2 separate regions of the Triticum aestivum genome follow, and region 2 is linked to region 1. The links are chromatin contacts, called in public Hi-C maps. All regions are on one chromosome and are shown on one strand. The core of a region is the stretch at or near the end of the contact, and the rest is flanking DNA. Distances in the headings are between cores, read along the strand shown. Region 1 holds the start of LOC123044152 (serine/arginine-rich splicing factor SC35). Region 2 holds the start of LOC123044154 (calmodulin-binding transcription activator 2).

Region 1 (3,533 bases), core at 451-2,950:
CTCCCTTTCTGACTGCAAAGTTCAGGCAAAAGAATATTAGGTCATCGGCTTCAACTAACAAACAGAACAGTTTTATGATAGGTGCTAGTTCATTCTTCTACATAGAGCAATTTTCATGAACTTCTTGGAATAATCAATTCTGACTACATAGTGTATATGCTGACAAAATATGCATAGCTTACTTTTCTCACTATAGAGAAAACAATGTATGAGAAATAACTCTCCTAAAAGCATAAACTTTATCAGGTAGTATTATGGTTAGCGCATGCCCACTTCTTGTTGATTCCTAAACAGAGTATCACATATTCACGCAAGTTGTAACCTGGTATGTGATAAGAGCTGAAATGTTGAGATCAGCAAATTTTGTAATTAAGACAACACCATAATTGCTCTAGTATTGAGTAACCTAATATTGCACCATACTGATGTAACCTAACACTTTGGGATGATGGTTTATAATCAAAGATAGTTCATGGCATCCAAATGTAGCAAAATCTTCAAAACCGTCGATTCCTTGCCCCTCTAGTACCGAGTAATCTACCGTTGCACTAGACATAGAGTATGTAGTGCCCAACACATCCAACCAAGAAGTTTACATCTTGCAAATGACCGATCCATGTCTAAATATCAAGACACCACATTGGCTAAAAAATAGTTCCGTTCACAAATATAAGACTTTCTAACTTTTTTCTGGATCGGATGCATATAGACACGTATTAGTGTGTTTGTTCACTCATTTCAATTCGTATGTAGTCCATATTGAAATATCCATAACATCTTATATTTGTGAACCGAGGGAGTAAGTGTCAATATCAAGATTTCCTCAATAATCATGCCAGCAGTCAAGGAACACGTTGTATCTTACATCCGCTCAGCATTTGGGCCGTACTTGGCAAACTGCACCATCATCTCCCTCCCATCCACCAACCTCCCTGGAAGATAACCAACAAAATGAAGTTGAATCCAATCCTAAAACATGTATCACAGAAATCCCAAATTCACATGGAGGAGAGGAACCCACCATCCAGGCGATCAACTGCCTTCTGCGCCTCGTCCTCATACTTGTACCTCACGAAGGCAAACCCTCGCGAGTCGCCAGTCCTGCAGAAAATAGATGTGCGAACAACATGAATCAACTCCCAAAACCCTAAAATTGCCGTGTGCAGATGTACAAACAACATGAATCAACTCCCACAGCCCTAAAATTTCCGTGTGCACACTTCGCAGCCCTACAGGACACACACCCAATCTACACACGAACACAGATTAACTGCCGAACCAGCATACGAACGAACCCTACCTGCGGTCCCTAGGGATGTAGATGTCGACGACCTCGCCGTACTTGTCGAAGAGCGGGAAAAGGTCATCGGCGGTGGTACCTGCCAGACACGCACGGGGAGGATTAGGGCGGCCGCCTAATGGAGGCGTACCTCGGGGAGAAGGGAAGAGCGCGGTGGAGATGCGGAGAGGAAACTTACGGAAGGTGATGTTGAGGACGAGGAGGGAGTAGGTGTCGCGGATCGGCGGCGGGCCGGAGCGCCCGAAGCGAGACATCTCGCCGGAGCCGGAGCAGGAGGCGGCGCGGGGGGCGGAGCGGCGGTTGAGGAGAGGAGAGGCGAGGCGAGCGGATTGGGGGAAAGTACGAGCGACGAGATGTGGGGGGAACGCGAGGCTGTGGGTCGGGTGGACACAAGAAGTTGCCGATCCTTCTAGGGCTCGCCACACGCGGCACGCCGGACAGTGTGGGCCTAACCGTTCGACCTGTTTCAAGGGGTTGGGCCTGTTTTCAAGGTGGGCCTAACCGTTCGGCCTGTTCCGTGGTATCATACACCAGGCCGACCCGATCCTGCCTCTATTTATTTTTCGTAGCTGAATTTCTCCATGTACATTCTTTTACCTTTCGGGCTTTTCTCATACAAGCGTTCACAACTCTAGCAGTCTTATCCGCTTTTTCAAAAAGAAAGCCTACGGGCACTTTTATTTATAGCATGGCAGAGTTACATCATGAAGTACAAGAGATAATAAGAATTCACGAGTAACATCCACCCAAACTTAGCTACATTAACAGCACAAATAATTCCAAATCGTGCCAACGCCGTTCCGCCAGGATCGCATCAGGCGATTGGAGGAGGCGACCGGGATCCCTTGCGCGCCGCCGGTGACGCCGCCGGTTCCCTCTCTCTCCGTCGGCCGCTCCGGTGGCGGGAGGGAGGGGGAACCCCGGGTCTGTTCTTTAGGTGGGCGTGTGGTAGGGTTAGGGTTGAGGGAGACGCTGCCGAGGCCGTTGCGGTGGTGTCGCATTGGAATAAGTTTCTCCGGGCTTCGTTCACGGCCAGGCGAGGCTTTTGCCTTCGTCTAGGAGCCAGCGGTGTTGGGGATACCCGGATCTTGTCGAGGTCGCGGGCTATGGTGGTTGGAGGTCCATTGGCACTGGCCGTTTGGATCCTCAGATGGGCGATGGATGCAGGGAGACGAAGACCTTTCTTCTTCCTTATTGGTATGATTTGTTGCTGCTGTTCTTCTCCTTCCTCTGCGCTGATGCTGGTGGGAGATCCTGCTTTGTCCGGGCAGATGGCCCGGCCGCGGTGCTGGACCGGTCGAATGACTCGAGTTCTCTTCCTTTCGGAAGGGACACTTTTCGCGGTACTCAAAGCCAAAGATGGCGACGACTATTGCAGGTGTGTTGGATTGATGTCCATGCCCTCTGAGCGATGGTGTCAAGAAAGGAGGGAGCAGTGTGGCGGCAATTATACCGTGGTCGAAGATGATGACCTGTTTGCGACTGGTTGCAGATTCTTCTGCTGCAGGGGTCTTCTCTCAAGATTCAGGGATGATGACACAGGGTTCCGGAGATCTTCTTGTGTTATGGTTGTCTTAAGGTACTCTAGGTGTTCATGGTCCTTTATGTTTGCGTTTCAGTGTGTTTGTAAGAGTCAACTACTTTGTACTGATTCGTAATTTGAATGAAGAATTTCTCAAAAAAAAAAACTTAGCTACATTTAGAATCCTAGCCAAGAAATGTGTCAGCCCATTCACTTCCCTGAAACAAAAACTGAACGATATAGATGTACACCATGAGCCAAGTAAAGCAGTATGCAAGTAAGGCTGAGTTAGGTCCTCGAATATCCATATTATCATTGCAAGCCTTCATCAATTCCAAACAGTCAGATTCAACTTTGACTCTTGAGCATCCAATCTCAGGGATCATTTGGAGCCCTCGTCTTAATGCTAGTGTCTTAACAGCCTATGCATTATGTGCATGATCAAATATCTCAGAGGCTCCCGCTATCGCTTATCCTCTGCAGTCTTATCCTAATTTCAAAACGTATCCACTATCTTACACACCTAAACTAAAACCACGTTCTCCACTATCTCGATTAATGCCACATTTCTTTTTGCCGATTCATCCAAACGCTTGCTCAAACAAGTGAAATTAATTTAAGACATATCGAAACAAACATAAATAATTCAAATGCACCACATCATAATTCAACTAGAAGGATAAATAAAGTTCATCCAACCTAACAAACAAT
Region 2 (3,309 bases), core at 467-2,966, 330 kb after region 1:
GGCCTGATACCAGCGGATCGTGGCCTTCCTTCAGCAGCAGGGGTTCCGGTCCACATGGTCTGATGCCTCCCTGTTTGTTTATCACCAGTTCGCCGCCACCGCGTACCATCTCCTGTACGTTGACGACATCATCCTCACTGCGTCCTCGCCAGCGCTACTTCAGCAGATCACAGCTCGCCTCGGCACCGGGTTCGCCCTCAAGGACTTGGGAGTTCTCCACTACTTCCTCGGCATCAAGGTCGTCCACCGTGCCACTGGCTTCTTCCTGCATCAGCAGAAGTATGCCTACGAGCTTCTGGAGTGAGTCGGCATGCTTAACTGCAAGCCTGCTACCACGCCTGTCGATATGAAGGCTAAGGTGTCCGCCGTCGAGGGCTCTCCGATCCGACGCTCCCTTCTACCGCTCCATTGTCGATGCTCTTCAGTACCTCACACTGATGCGTCCGGATATTCAGTATGTTGTCCAGCAGGTGTGCCTTCACATGCATGCTCCTCGTGACACTCATTGGGCTCTAGTGAAACGTATTCTCCGGTATATACGTGGCACCGCGGCTATGGGTCTCACCCTTACGGCATCACCTGACACCAGTCTTGTCGCCTACTCCGACGCCGACTGGGCTGGGTGTCCTGACACTCGGCGTTCCACTTACGGCTACTGCGTCTACCTCGGGCCCTCTCTGATTCGTGGTCGTCTAAACGACAACCCACGGTCTCACGATCGAGCGCCGAGGCTGAGTACAGGGCTGTGGCTAATGCCGTCGTGGAGTGCTCCTCGCTATGGCAGCTACTTCAGGAGTTGCTATGTGAGGTTCCCAAGGCCACGCTTGTCTACTGTGACAACGTCTCTGCGGTCTACCTCGTTGCCAACCCTGTTCATCACCGACGGACGAAACATATTGAGCTCGACATTCACTTCGTCCGGGAGCACGTCGCACTTGGTCGTGTTCGAGTTCTGCATGTGCCCACCGATCAACAGTTCGCTGATGTTATGATGAAGGGACTACCTACCTCGATTTCGAGGGCTTTCGATCCAGTCTTTGTGTCAGCGGCGACGCTTCAACAGCGAGGGGGGGGGGGGTGTTGAACATGTGTACATGTACATAGGTCTGGGTTTTGTATGCCACACCTGCAGTGTCTCTCTCCCTCTGTATGTACTTGTATCTTAGGAGACAAGACACCGGTCGCACCCCTTGTATCTATATATATGTGCCTAGTGCACGATCAATGAGATATCGATGCACCAAATCATTCTCTACAAGTCCCACTGAACAGCTCGGAATTGGACAGCAGATAGGCCCTACATGCAAACATTCTTTCACTCAAAATGCCAAAAGAAATGCTAATCATATGCAGGTATGCACATTTAGATAGAGAAATGCGCACATGACGCAGCATGCGGTGCACGTGGTCCTTGATCATGCGGAAGGCAATCCCAAACCCGCTTTATCCCGCAAGAAAACTCCCAAACCATGATTACGTGGTCCTTAACCAGGGAGGGGCAGCACGGTAACTTCAGCCCCGCAGTCGCGTCGCCGTCAGACCCGTCGTCAGCCGCGGCGGCCACCGCGGGCAGCAAGCGACCAACCACGGGCTCGGGTTGGGTTCCGGGACCCTTCTCTTCCCGGCGCCCGGGTTCCGCGATCCTAACCAGAGTTTAGCGCTAGCGACGACGGGAGCCCCACCTAACCCACAGGCCCAGACCGCCGTCCAAGCCGGGGCAACCGCGTCATTTCCGCACCCTTCGCACAGCGTTCCGCGGCTCCGCTGCCTTTTTCCTCCCCCCTCACTCTCTTCTCCCGAAGCAAATATTCCAATCCGACGGCGCCCTGCCCCGAGCCGAAGAATCCCGTGAAGCCGCCCCCGCCGCCCGGATAAAAATTCCCCCCCATATCCCCCTCGGGAAGCGAGCGATTGGAGCGGGGAGGAGTGAGGACTGAGGTGCGGCGGAAGGGACCAGGCCGGATCATCGCATGGCGGAGATGCACAAGTACGGGCTGTCCAACCAGCCCCCAGGTGCGGATTCGCCTCTTGTGCTACCGCGGCGGTTGATCCGTACGCCCGTCTAGGGATTTCGCGGGGTTTCCCGGTTCGTTGGCGGAAGTTTTCGGTGATTTTGTCAGGGTTTTTGTGGGGCCGTACGGGGAGATTTAGGGCTCCGCCTTCGAGCGATTCCCCTGGGTTGCGAATTTTTGGTGGCCGCTTTGTTTCTATGGGTTTAGAGTTTGGAATTTGTTTCTAGCGCCTTTTGTAGAGTTTAGACTCGCAGTTGATTCGGGGGTTGGATTAGGAAAACCAGGAAAACTAATCGGAGCATGAACGGAACCTAGACGGCATGATACTGTTGATGAAGGCGAGTTTTGAGTAAGTTACTAGTGTTGTTGGTTACTGACTGACTAATGTCGCTGTTAATTCGCAGATATCCCCCAGATACTGCAGGAAGCACAGAATCGATGGCTGCGACCCACTGAAATCTGCCAAATACTGTCGAATTACAAGAAGTTCTCCATTGCGCCCGAGCCGCCAAACAGGCCTCCAAGTATGCCTTCTCCCTATTTGGAATTTCGGACCAACCTCATAGAAAACGTTTATACCACAGTGGCTATTTATGCTTTCTCACCCATTCGGCTTGATGGTGTAGACTTATGTTCTAGGGTTCTGTGCTCGTCAACTCTTTTTCTGTAGCATGGAAGTTGCACGCGGATATTCTAGAAGTCCAACTTATTGAGGTCCTAGGAAGTGCTGTTTTGCTAGGGAATGTTTCAATTTCAGTCAGCAGTTCCAAGGAGTCTAAAAACCTTTTAACACTGGTATTAACATGCTACAGCTCGGAATAATAATCCCCTAAAGGGAATATTCCCCTCATCTCGCATTAAAAATGTTTCTAAGGCTGCCATTGCATCAAATATATAGAGCATGATCCAGGGAGTAACCTTTTAAAGCATCAACCATACGAATTGGCTCCTTTGAGTTTAAAAGATGAGTGATCATGCATCCATTAATCACTAGTCATTTCACAATGGGGATAGACAAATAAATGGCATGTGACCAGGTTGCTTATGGTACTACTTGGATGTTTGAATTATTTTGCGTGCTTATACTGCCATATGAACTCCCTGTTTGTAGAGATAAGTGGCATGCTTATTATTGTTTCTTGGTTTCTTTTTCCTCTGTATCTTGTGTGCTGTATAACCTGTACCTGCTTGATTTGCACCTGGTAAGTACATGTTGGTTATTTTACGAAATGACATACCAATAGCATAGTTCAAAAAAGCGCTAGGCGTTAATTGTGCGTTTTGCCACCGCCTTGCG

What was found. A called contact is a pair of places that touch in the nucleus more often than the background predicts.
Region 2: a contact with region 1 is called in a Hi-C map of leaf, with 7 times the contacts expected there. The contact joins the promoter of LOC123044154 here to the promoter of LOC123044152 in region 1. A contact is called at or near these places in 2 of 5 Hi-C or Micro-C datasets (both in leaf).

Annotation. Positions count from the first base shown.
Region 1 is chr2B:172,051,207-172,054,739 of IWGSC CS RefSeq v2.1, forward strand. LOC123044152 (serine/arginine-rich splicing factor SC35) reads right to left here and starts at 1,701. Exons shown (of 9, transcript XM_044466804.1): 1 at 1,479-1,701; 2 at 1,301-1,379; 3 at 1,022-1,101; 4 at 866-932; 5 at 1-12. The coding sequence starts at 1,554.
Region 2 is chr2B:172,376,862-172,380,170 of IWGSC CS RefSeq v2.1, forward strand. LOC123044154 (calmodulin-binding transcription activator 2) reads left to right here and starts at 1,717. Exons shown (of 13, transcript XM_044466807.1): 1 at 1,717-2,013; 2 at 2,417-2,536. The coding sequence starts at 1,971.